2 separate regions of the Mus musculus genome follow, and region 2 is linked to region 1. A link is a contact called in public Hi-C data. All regions are on one chromosome and are shown on one strand. Each heading gives the region's core, a stretch centred on a gene start, on an enhancer-like site or on the middle of the called end of the contact. The rest is flanking DNA. Distances are from core to core; before and after follow the strand shown.

What was found. A called contact is a pair of places that touch in the nucleus more often than the background predicts.
Region 2: a Hi-C map of liver shows a contact between it and region 1, with 2.6 times the contacts expected there. The contact joins two enhancer-like sites. A contact is called at or near these places in 1 of 484 Hi-C or Micro-C datasets (liver), 2 of 115 datasets of contacts at active chromatin or transcription factors (embryonic stem cells and pancreatic cancer cells) and 3 of 9 other capture datasets (adipose tissue, embryonic stem cells and pancreatic islet).

What each region holds. Positions count from the first base shown.
Region 1 is chr1:71,633,027-71,639,458 of GRCm38.p6, forward strand. Fn1 (fibronectin 1) reads right to left here. Exons shown (of 46, transcript NM_010233.2): 11 at 5,431-5,559; 12 at 4,226-4,369. Among named protein-coding and RNA genes, the nearest start is that of Fn1, 17 kb to the right of the region's middle. Within about 2 kb of position 2,810, at least 13 of the 459 cell types and tissues checked have an H3K27ac peak or open chromatin away from gene starts, as enhancers often do. A contact at or near this core is called in liver, where this site is marked.
Region 2 is chr1:71,720,497-71,726,928 of GRCm38.p6, forward strand. No RefSeq gene overlaps it. Among named protein-coding and RNA genes, the nearest start is that of Gm30160, 4.7 kb to the right of the region's middle. Within about 2 kb of position 3,030, at least 28 of the 459 cell types and tissues checked have an H3K27ac peak or open chromatin away from gene starts, as enhancers often do. A contact at or near this core is called in liver, where this site is marked.

The DNA of each region.
Region 1 (6,432 bases), core at 1,560-4,059:
GAAATTTATCTTCTCTCTAATTCTTTGTCAGTCAAAATCCATTTGTACAAAGTCCTTACAAAAACCTAAGACACAAAGTTCTCACTGATGCTCTGTGAGACAGAAGAAAATTCTGCATGCTGATAAAGGAGTTCTCTACACTACCTGCGATTTCTGAGTGCTCTTGGAAAAAATATATTGACTTTCAGATTTAATTATGGTCTTAAGCTTCTAAATTCTTTAAAAGCAAAATCTTCTTTAGCAGAATAAATATGTAACTTACATATTTATGTGACCTCAAAAGATTTTGAACTCAACTTCTTCATTGGGAATAACTCAGCTTGTTGAAGACTAACACATATTCATTGAGTCTTGATTTCACTTAATGCTACAAGCTGAAATGTCAAAATTCTCATCTTTGCATCCTAAGGGGCATAGGACCCACGCGCCACACAGGTTGGTTGTCCCATTAATCAACTCAAGTCCATTGCACAGCCCTCTGGAATAGCTCCTTCCATAGATGAAGAGCCTCACAAATACAAATACATTAAAAACATTTCTTTCAAACACTATTTAAAGAGGTTTCATATGAATCAGTAAAAACAGACCTTATGTTATTAGTGACAATCTGCATAAGGCTGTTAAATATTGCTGTTTTAGAAAAATCCTAGTATAATCTCTCAGGTAGATAGACATGTCTCATGCATCTTATTTACTGAATTTGAGGCTGGAAAACTTGTGATAACTAAATCTCCTTGATAAATCTATTATTAAGAGAATATAAATGACATTTACTGTCTGTCCAGTCATCAAACCCTGTGTTCACAAGGGTGACAGAAGACGCGGGAAAGGGAGGGAGGGAAAGATGCTCGCAATGGTTAACCCAAGTGACTCAGAACTTCATTTCCTTTCTCAGCCTTTCAGCGCAGATCTGAAATCCCATTATTTTTAATTTTAATTTTTAAAATGCCTACATATGAGAGAGTACGGGTGCCGGCAGGAGACAGAGGCATGGGTCCCCTGAGCTGAAGGTTCAGCAATTGTGCTGTCTAATGGGAGGGATGGGAATTAAACTGCGTAGGGACTACAACCTCTGAGCTCTCAGCTCTCCAGGCCCCTAAGATGATGACAGGGTCCACCTTCAAGTGACTGCCCTGAATGGCAAAGGGGATTTAAAGCATTTCTGTGCAGGAATGGGAAGGAAGGAAGGAAGGAAGGAAGGAAGGAAGGAAGGAAGGAAGGAAGGAAGGAAGGAAGGAAGAAGGAAAACCCCTCATCTGTTTTCTAGGTCAATTAAATTCCAGCTCTCCACTATACTCTACACTACAACACATGATTTAAAGATGGGAAAGTTAAAAAAAAGGCTAGCTATCATTTACACTACTTAAATTGAAGTGTTTTTATATCCCCTTTGATGCTGGCTAGTTGTGTGATCCCGACCATCCACCTCCCTGGACCTTTTACACTTCTAATAGCAATGCCCACTGTGAGATCTTCACTTGTAGGGTGCCACATTATACACTTTCAAAATCAGTTGACAGTAAGGTCAGAAAGAGTGATTTCCGATAATAGTGACCCTGGAGAAGTTAAACATTCATGATTTTTTTTGACCCGAAAGGTTCTTTCTCTACCTAATTTGCTGAGAGCTGTGCTTTCCTGGTTGCTTATTGACAAACCAAATTCCTGCTACCTTTTGTTAGTTTGAACATCTCTACCAACCTAGTAGGAAGAACAAACAGGGCAAGGCTCAGACACGGTCTTTCAGCCATCGGAGCCTCAAAGGCTAGGCATGAGCCCTTGAGCAAAGCCTCCATTGAGATAAACACTGAGCCTGCTATCTAGGGTCAAACACTCATCCGCTTGCCCTGAAATCTCTTCTGTGTTCAATGGGTTTTTGACATTGCCCTTTTTAGAAACAGGGAACAAAGTCAACAGGTAAAACTCCCGCTAGGTGACTCTTCCTGTCCATCAGCAGATCTACCCTCAATGCTTGCAGCAAGATATATGTGAATAGACTTATTTTTAAAAGAAAAGGTCTTAAAAGAAAATAAATTTCAAAAATTGCCCTGCAAAAACTGACTGTGAACACAAAAATAAACTTCTATTCTTGGCTTGTATCATTGGAAAATCCAATCCTCCTAAATATGTGTTTTCTGAATTTATGGCTCATTTGTAATCAGATTTTTAAACTATATTAAGTTGACCAGGTGTAATGTGCACACCTGTGACCCCAGCCTTTTGGAAACAAGAGACAGGAGGCATGGTCAGAAGTTCAAGGTCATCATTGGCTACATAGTAAGTTTGAGGCCACCCAGGGCTAGATGAGACTCAAAAAGCAAAACAAAGCAACTGGATTCAATTTTTAAAAATGTTAAGTAACTCACTCTTGGTTTTGTTTTGTTTTGTTTTGTTTTGTTTTGTTTTTCGAGACAGGGTTCCTTTGTTATAGCCCTGGCTGTCCTGGAACTCACTTTGTAGACTAGGCTGGCCTTGAACTCAGAAATCCGCCTGCCTCTGCCTCCTAAGTGCTGGAATTAAAGGCATGCGCCACCACGCCCGGCAAGTAACTCACTCTTAAACCAAAGTCCAGCAAAAATGCAGGCTGCTCTGAGCTACATAGTTGCGGAAGCAATCACCTATCCTACCCTGACAATGTCTAAGGGCTGAGCGGAGGAGGATGTCCCCAGCACATAAAAACAATGAGCGTATTCTGGATATGGGAGGCATGCAACTCTAATCCCAGCACTTGGGAGGAAGAGGCAGGTGGATCTCTATGAGTCTGAGGCCAGCCTGGTCCACAAAGTAGCCAGAGTTACACAGTGAAACCCTGTCATTGAAAAACAAACAAAACATGATTGCATGAGTGGTGGACGGGTGCTCTGGGTCTCTGACTGTTAGTGAAGGACTGGAAGCAATTTTAAAGGTGGTTAGCAAGTCTCCCTTTGTCCACAGGAGAAGTTAACTAGTATCTCTCTCACAGCACAGTCAGAGCGAGGACTCACACTGCCTTGGGCTCTCATCGTTCACTTTGGGACACTCTTAGGAAGATTAGTTTAATCTTAGTATTTAATCTTAATACTTATGGAGTTAATTTATTATTATAATATTTTGTATTCTTGTGGATTATCTCCCCCCACCCCAAATCTTTTTGTTTCTGAATACAGGTGGTATTTCATGTCTTAAATTTGGGCCAGCAAGATGGCTCAGGGTAAGGTGCTCGCCTCCCACAAGCCTGTAGACCTGAGTCTGATCCCCACATAAAGAATCGTGTGTGAAGAAAGAACTTCAAAGTCCACTCTGACCTTCACGTATGTGCTGTGACCCAGTGCCCTCTCCACACACATACAGATAAATAAATAAATCATTAACGGAAATCTAGGAGTCTGCTGAAATGGCACTCATAATCAACGTGTGAATTTTAAATGTTTTCCCCAAAATGAATTAATGCCTATGGCTAGGCATGATGTCTCTATGGGAGAACAAACAACAACCAAACAAAACAATGAGAACCTAGCAATAAATATCAACAACAAAACCACAATAAATATTTTAAGGTATTCGAACGGTGTGGGTGGAGTTGACCAAGTTTCTTGGCTCCAGATTTTGTTCCACATTACATCTCACTAAACAAATGAAATCTGACACAAAGAAGGGCTTAAGATGGCAGGAAACAAATTTATGCCTCATACTGTACTTCTTGCCTTCTGTCGATGTGACTTCTCTTTAAGAAACAGAATGTAAAACTCTTTCACTTCCAGTCTGAGTTACTTTATGGCTCTACTTGAACACACACACATACACATGCACGAATGCAAGCATGCATGCCCATGTATGCGCATGTGCACACACATGTACACTCACAAACACAGGCACACACACTCACTCACACATGTACACACATGCACACGCATGCATGTGCACATACATACACACATCCACACATGTGTTTGCACAAGCACAGATACACACACACACACACACAGGACTGAGATAAAATGAACTGAAATGTTTTCACCTAATGGAGTCCTCAACTGTGTAAAATGCAAAATTGTAGCATGCACTTTTTCATAGTCTTTGGTGATTTTTCCCTGATGAAGGGTGAAATAAAACAATTTAAGACAAAAATGCAATTAACTATTAGACAGTAATATGAAAAGGGATGGGACAGAGCAAGGCCCCCACTGGGATTCCAAATAGTAGCATAGACTGGCATCCATGGGTCTGCTTCTGTCTCAGAGCTACTTACCTGGGTAGGTCTGCAGAGGTTGACAGTGCCACTCCCCGATGCCACGGCCGTAGCAGTAACACTGGTATCGGACACCATGCACAAACTTCTCCCAGGAGTCACCAATCTGGTAAAATGTCCGGGTCTCTGAATCTTGGCACTGGTCTAAAACAAACACAAAGAAAAGATTAAAACAGCCTCAAACACATCACTGTAGTGTGATGAAGTGTATTCTTAAAGTATGAATATAAAAATTCCAGTTCTTACAAATATAGTTAAAGTAAGTTATAAGTGTATGTGTTTGTGTGTGTGATATGTGCTTGTGTGTGAGATACGTGCATATGTTGTGTGAAACCATTTCCCCAGTCCTAAAGTAATATTTTATTCAAGTCATTTACCTTATGGGAAAATTAGTCGTTAAAATTAAAATGTACCTTTTGGGAAGGATATTTGGTGTCCTACAGGGGAAACATTGCTAAATTTAAAAAAAATGTAAAGATTAAAATTTCAGCATATAGCCAAAATCTGAAAATTAATTTTAGGAAACTAGATACCAATTAAAAGTTTTAAAACTTGCCATCTGTAAAATAAGAAAAGAACTTTGCAATGATTTCATTTTGTGTACTTCTTCGGAATTCAGTAGGTAGCTTTACATTAATGAGCTAAATTTAAAGCATGAACAGCTTTCTAAGCAAGCCTCCCGGGACCTCTCGGCTTTACAATCGCAGGCCGAACAAACTGCTGGGATCAATTTGCTGTCTCAGTAAGCAGTCTGCCTCCTTCAGTAAAGGAGTAAGAACTGATTATCTTAAACTTTGGATTTGGGGAATAGGCTCCTTTTAATGTTGATCGCTCAGTGATGGCCCAGCCCTATCTATTTATCTACTTATTGTACAGAGAGGCAAAAGCTGAAGTGTTTTGGCCGGAGGCAGGCATCTACTGGCTGAGTCCTATACCCATGTTTCTTTTCTGCAGTCAGTAACGAAACTTCCTTTGTCATGACTCAGAACCAACAAAGCTAACCCCACTCACTCACTGCAGTAAAGCCACCCTTGTTACCAACACATTTGCAAGGCTCTCTGCAGACTGATGGATGAGGCAGGTTTGGAGAGAAGGAAGTCTGGCGATACCAAATAGCTTTCCTTATCTGCAAGTGGCCAACCAACCAACCAACCAACCAGCCAACGTCCTCGGTGAAAACCAACCAAGCAGAGGCGGCCACTTACCAATGGGGTCACACTTCCATCTGCCCCGGCCCTGACCAAAGCAGGTACAGTTCAGCATATGTCCCTCCTCGTGACGCTTGTGGAACGTGTCGTTCACATTGTAAGTAATGTCATCAACGATGCACTGGTCTGTCCAGGGAACAGTTGGGTGAGTGATAAGCTTTGACTAATGAAATCAAAAGAAACTGCATTTTTTCAAGGCAGTCAGTTCTACTGCTGGATTTAACACCTGCTAAAATACATTTTCTACTGGCACAGAATAATCTTTTTTTCAAAGCTTAATAATATTAATTTTTACTCCCCTCTTATTCTGACTAATAGACTTGTAATTGTCAGGGATTACAGTCCATTAAACTAAAAGCCATGGTAAAATATAGTTTCCTGTGGAGAAACTAATTTCTCAACAAAGGCATGCCTTAGTTCCTCTAACATCCTCATTTAGTTGATGATTTTAGTTAAATTTTTGGTTGTTACCCTAAGACGAAGAGAGAAATTTACATAGCATACACCACCATGTGGTAGTCTCCTTTCTGGGATGGAGAGCAGTGTGCGCTGGTTGGGTTTTACCAACTTGACATAATCTACACAGATCTGAGATGAGAGAATCTCGATTGAGAAAACTGTCTGCACAACACTGGCCTGCAGGCCAGTCTGGGAGGAACTGATTTGATGAGTGGTTAACTGGAGGAGGACCCAGTCCATGGCAGGCAGGTAGTGTTACCCCTGGGCAGGTAGTCCTGAGCTATATAACAAAGGAGGTTGAACAAGTCAGGGGAGAGCAAGCCTGTAAGCTGGGCTCCTCGGTCTGTGGGGCCTCTGCTGCTTCAGTTCCTACCTCCAGATGCCTGCCTTGACTTCCTGCCCTGACTCTCCCCAGTGATGGACTGTGGCCTGAAAGGTGTAAGCTAAAATTAACCTTTTCCTCCCCAAGATGGTTTGGTTTGGTTGGGTTTGGTTTGGTTTTGCTCATGGTGTTCCACAGCAATAGAAGCCTAAGACAGA
Region 2 (6,432 bases), core at 1,780-4,279, 88 kb after region 1:
AAGCCAGAGGCACCAGATCCTTCTGGAGCTGAAGTGACAGTTGTGAGCTACCTGATGTGAAGACTGGGAGCCAAACTCACGCCCTCTGAATGATCAGTGAGCATTTAGTCTCTGACCCATCTGTCTAGCCCTAGTCTTATGTTTTATCTTGAGACAGGTTTCACAATATAGACCTAGATTGCCTCAACTATGTAGACCAGACTGGCCTTGAACTCACAGATATCTACCTTCGAATGTCTCTCAGGTACTGAGATTATAAGTATGTACCACCATACCTGGCCTTTCTACATGTTTTAAAAGAAAGCCCTTCAATACATTCTATAACATGAATCTGTAATCTGTAAGAGATTTCCTTGAAAGCTGAGCCTAGTGGCACACAACCTTAACCCAAGCACTTGGGAGGCAGAGGCAGGTGGATCTCTGAGTTTGAGGCCAGCCTGGTCTGCCAATCAAGTTCCAGAGCAGCCAGGGCTGCACAGAGAAACCCTGTCTTGAAAACACACACACACACACATTTTCTTAGATATCAAAAGGCTAAATTTGGTTCAGGTAAGAGAATCTGCTGCAAGATGATATAACTAATACCATATACAGAAAACCACCCAGTGTGAGCAGTTCTCTTTCCTTCAGATGATGAATTAAATATCTAAGCAGAAGTAATAATCTCATTGATCACCCCCCAAATTCAGTGAATATTGTTTAAGAGACTAGAGAGTAACACAATCCCTGGTTTGTGTAGAAAGAAATGGAGAAGTGGAAATGTCTGAGACTGCGGTTCCTAAGCCTCTCTTGTCAGCCGCAATCCTCTATGGCTCCACTGTTCCCTAGTTGTCCTTACGTTTGGCCCACCCGCAGTAGCCCTCTTCTTACTTGAGGGAAGAACAGTATGAAGATGTTAGAGGCAGGGCATAGTAAAAGATGCCTTTAATCGCAACACTCAGGAGTCAAAAAGAGGCATGTCTCTGTGAGTTCTAGGCCAGCCAGGGCTACCTAGTAAAACCCCTATTTTATAAAAAAAAAATCTATGTTGGAGAAACAAATGGCCACTGCCTTCAACTCCTTTTCTCAATGTCTAAAAGCCATAGTTTGTTCTGGGTAGTGTCCAAACATTCAGGGTGTCGTTCATCCATCCATGTATCCTGCTACCTACTATAAAGAAACGTTGAGTGCCCATAGGGACCACATCATAAATGAAAGTCTTTTTCCACAGGCAAAGCAGAGAGCTATTCCACAGGCAGAAATTCTTCTCATTTGCTCTATAAAAGCCACCTCAAAAATGGGATCTGTTTGGGTCCTAACTAAGAGATAGACTAGTTTCTAGGACTGGAGACTAGCTCTCCATGACCTTCTGGTGATTTTGGTCTTCTTTCCCACCACATTTGTCTTAAACCTTTTTCTTCTTCTCTTGAGATGTTCTCATGAATGTTAGCATGGTCCTTCAAAACACATGTTCCATTCCAATGCAAATCCTATCTTAAACAATGTATCTTTTAGACAGAAAGGCTCTATTCTGTTATCAGTGCATAGATAGAGTCCTCAGCAAAGATGAGTTCTGTGAGCCATCGACTTTACCATCCAGTGTGCATCAAGCTAGTGGGATAGTAACCCAGTTCTGATGCTGCCATCGTGGAAAAGTTGATCTTCTCTTCATCAAGCTAACATAGGGATGTTCTACATATGCAATAGATTCTGCCTTTAGACTAGTTCACTGTTATCTCTTCATTTGCAAGTTGTTAAACCACTTCTATAATAGAAGTCATAGAGAAGACACTGGACTAGCTAGCAGCTCATTTTATGCCATAATTGTCTGGTTAAAATAAGAAAAGTCACATTTTTTTGACCTTCTCAGTTTATCAGATTGAGAAACACGAATTGTTATTACATAGCATGCCTGGATCGTTAGCATTTCACAATCGCTAACATTTCATTACCCTTTCTGAGTACAAAATGTCACTAGGAACATATGTGAAATATTTAGGAACCTTGCCTAAGATACAATAGAACGTGAAAAATATTAGATTTGATATTTTGAGGATAAAAGGGAGGAGGAGGAAAAAATGTCTTGTTAGATTCCAATTAGAATTTTAAATTGGTTGAATGCTGAAGTCAGTCTTGCTTAATTGAATAGAGTTTGCCATCTGCCCACCCACATCCAGTCTTTCATGTCTCCCATTTGCATTCAAACCTTTACACGATCAGTTGTATCTCTAGAGCCAGACAAATTGAGACTGAGGAGTTTATTATATGTGTTGCAGATTATTGCATAACTTCATATTATATTAAGGCAGAGAATATTGGGTTTTCTAAGCTGTCAAGCAAAGCAGATCAAATTTTCCAAGTATTTTGATCATTCTTTCCTTTTTCTGTCATCTCTGGGATTAGCTCATCTTATAGCTATGTAAATGCCTTTCTTGTGTCCACACAGTAAGTTATGGGCTTTATTTAAAAGTCACTTTCAATTCAGTCTCTGACCAGCAGGCTCAGAGCCTTTATTCAACAGTGACACTTAAAAGCAAACGGAAATAATTGCATTTTTGTTAAGATATAATTACTATTGTATGCTAGAAAGAAAATTAAAATATTTTTCTTAGTAGTCAGCATTTCTGGTGGTCATAATGTTGGCCACATAAAAGGGTTCCTATTTTACAAAAGTACTCCTTTAACACACATAAGTTCATTTAAATGAGGAAGTATGCATGGTACTAGAATGAACCACATAATATTTGAGGCAAATATTAGTGCCTGTTATCTGTATAGTGCTTCTCAGGGAGGTTCATGCTAGCAGGAGCAGTCCCTGTCAATCATTTATCTCTCACTGTTTTAACGTTGGAAGAGTTGTATATATAAACTGTTCAGTAAAATTAGCACCAATTCCTGATGGCGCTTAGAGACTATACTATGCATAACTAATATCTAGGGGAGAGGAGTGTGTGTGAGCATGTCTGTGCACACACATGCATGTGCACATGGAGACTGACAGACACTCTCACATAGAGTTTCTCAGATTCTTTCACTTTAGTGGCCTGGAGCGTCATAGTCAGACTAAGCTGGCCGGCCGGTGAGCTCCATTCCGAGGATGACAGGTGTACACTGCCCCATCTGGCTTTTTCATGTGAATTCTCTATATTGAACTCAGGGCGTCTTCATGCTTGCACAGCAAGCACTTACATGAGCCATGCCCCATACCCCATACCTAGCATTTTCTAGAGACAGTATGGATTAAAAGGAAATTTTACTTATCATTTAGAATATTAGAATATTTTCTTTATATATTTTTATTCCCTTGAGATGAGACAAAGGTCACTAGAATGTATAGAGTCCATTTATTTATTTTTTCCACTTTTGGTTCAAAAAGAAGCGCTCCCAGTTCTCAGAACAAGCAGGCTTACTTTGGCTTATGTTTTTATTTGCGCTTGTCTCCACAGCCCTCTTTGTGCCTGTTTTTCCCTTTCCGGCCCTTTTGAGTCATATGTTGACATAACTCAGTGCAAAGCCTTGGGTTTGAAGAGAAGTGGACACTAAGTCCAGGTACACAGAGATTCTTGTCTGATAACACCGCAAACACTCTGCCTGCAGACTTCCTACATTTGAGACATAATATTTTCGAACACTAATTTGCCAAGCAGGTTGGCGGTGACTCTGCCTGCCTGCTGCTGCTTGTCTGAATTAGGAAGGCTCTGTCTACCCTCTCTGACTCCGGGTTTGTTTCTCAAGTAGACACACTAATAAAGAGCTCCTTTTGAAGTAGGGAATCTAGGCTTTTTTTCTTCCCTAAGCTGTGGAGACAATTTTCAAAAGTAACTTCTTTACTTTTGATGAAACACAACTCACAGCTCATCTCAGAAAGAAAAACATCTCAAATTTTGCACTGTTGAAAATTTCAGTCCAAGAAGCTGTGTCTTTTTTTTTTTTTTTTTTTTTTTTTTTGATCATTTGATAACCTTCCCTTTCTTCTCTATGGCTTCACAGTTTGGAGGTTATAGGCACCTAAAGTCATTGTTCCTATCTGATGTTTTCAACTGTGCTCGGGTTGTTACATTTACTACTTAAGAGAGAAACAACAGGCGACATGGAGGGAAGAAAGGAAGCAACAAAGTTACCAGGCAGAGCTGAGAGCCCAAGAGTGGGAGGTGGAGGAACCAGAGGCGCTTTAAACACCAAGTTTCTTACTTTAACATGTGGAGAATTTCATGAGTCTGGTTCTTTCGTGAAACAAAATAAGCAAAATGGAAGATTTAATGAAGAAGTTTTGCATATTTAAAACTGGAGAAACAGGGGCTGAGAAGACAGCTCAGTGAATAAACAGCTTCCCCCAAAACCCACTATGCCCTGTAGTCCAGTGCTCCTATATCAAGTGAAAGGATGGAGAGAAAGAAATCTGCACTCCTGGACCAGCCTGGAAATACATAGCAGAAAACAGGAGACTCTGTCTCAAGGCAGATAGTGAGGACTGACACCCAAGGCTGACTAGATCTCCTCACACTTGTATACATTGTTTTTTGTTTTTTGTTTTGTTTTTTAAGATTTAAGGAAAGATGTGCGGGGCTGGAGAGATGGCTCAGTGGTTAAGAGCATTAACTGTTCTTCCAGAGGTCCTGAGTTCAATTCTCAGTCACCACATGGTGGCTCACAACCATCTGCAATAGGATCAGATGCCTTCTTCTGGTTTGTCTGAAGACAGCAACACCACCAAATAAATAAAATAAAAAAGATGTGCCTATAAAAAAATGCCTTGCAGGTTTCACATAAATACACACAGGCACACATATACACATATGCCCATGCATATGCAAAGGCACATGAGAGAGAGGCAGGACTTGATAAGAAGCGCATAAAAAGGCAAAAACGAAGTTTCATAGGTGATGGATTAGCTAACTGGCCACACATTGCTTGTTACCTGGCACTCGGCCCTTCTCCCATCTGAGAAATTCTTTCACTGCTGAAGTCATGGCCTTATGACGCGCCTTGCTTTGTGTTTTCTGAAATCCAGCAACTATAGTGGCAAGATGCACCTGGTCCCTTTGATGTATGGGGTGGGGATCGGGGAGAGACACTTCATAATAACTTAGCCAATGAGTGGATGGACAAATAGATGGTACTTTCCCTACTCAGTACTAGTCGTATTACAACAAGAAAACAGTTTTCAATTTGGAACGCCTCAATTTTGGAAGATCCAGAGGAGACGGAATAGTAATGCATTGGCAAACTGCACTGAAACAAAAGGGTTGAAGAGACTGGCAGCACTTAACTGGGAAAAGAGAAGAGAGGTAACCTAAGGTCAGCCATCCAGCTTTGAAGGTATGTGACACCATGTCTGCTACCAGCTGTTCTCCTTGTCCATCCGAGAAGCAGAGGCCAAGTCCTCACCCGGCATCTGCCAAATATGGGGGAAATTTTCTTGTTGGAAGGAGTGGCCACGCTAAAATGTAAATTGTTAACTGTGCAAAAACTTTTAGGCAGTTGCTTAAATGTTGGATTATGTTGGGTCTTCCTGCGTGTTTGAACACAATACTGGTGCCACAGGTAGCACTGTTCCTTATAAGCCTGTAAGGACAGAAACACGTTTTAAGAGAACAAGTATGAATGAAGGTCCACAATTCGTAGAATTTAAAATTTGTGTTCATAAATAAATGAAATCAAAACCAAAGCTCTTTTCAACAGGGAGTTCCATGTTAACACTAACATGATGGTCTCTTTTTTTTTTTAAATTCTATATTTGACACAAGGAAGCCCCGAATCGTGTGTGTGTGTGTGTGTGTGTGTGTGTGTGTGTGTGTGTGTGTGTGTGCACGCGCATGTGTGCAAAGTACACAGGTATATAGATGCTAATAATCTCAGAATTATGCTAACAACAAAAACTCAAGCCTTTTCATCCCCCTGCCCCCCGCCCCCCAGATAATAAAAGTTCACTGAAACAGACCATGGTCATCAAGCAAGTGGGCCAGAGAACTTGGAAGGGTTAGAAGCTCTGTGACTCTCCTCCCCATTTTTTCTTTCTTTCTTTCTCTCTTTCTTTCTTTCTTTCTTTCTTTCTTTCTTTCTTTCTTTCTTTCTTTCTTTCTTTCTTTCTTTCTTTCTCTTCCCACTGGCTAAGCTAAGTCTCCTAGTGGACCCCTAAACAGATATGCTTCTGTGTAAAAAAAAAAAAAAAAAAATCTCAGTGTGGACCAGTATGGTTTAAGCATTCTTTCTTTTCCCAACTCAGGAATCCAGCTGATCAATTCAATAATAACAAAATTAACATGTCTACAGTGACCACCTTATTGACCATTTGATTATCTCAGTAAAGAATTACGACTCAATTAACACTTTGGAAAATTTCAATTTGTCTGGGTGTCCAAAACATAAAAATAGTGCCTCACTATTTGCTTTAAATTTTTATTTACTTTTTTTTTATGCATGGGTGTTTTGTCTGCTTGTATGTCTACATAC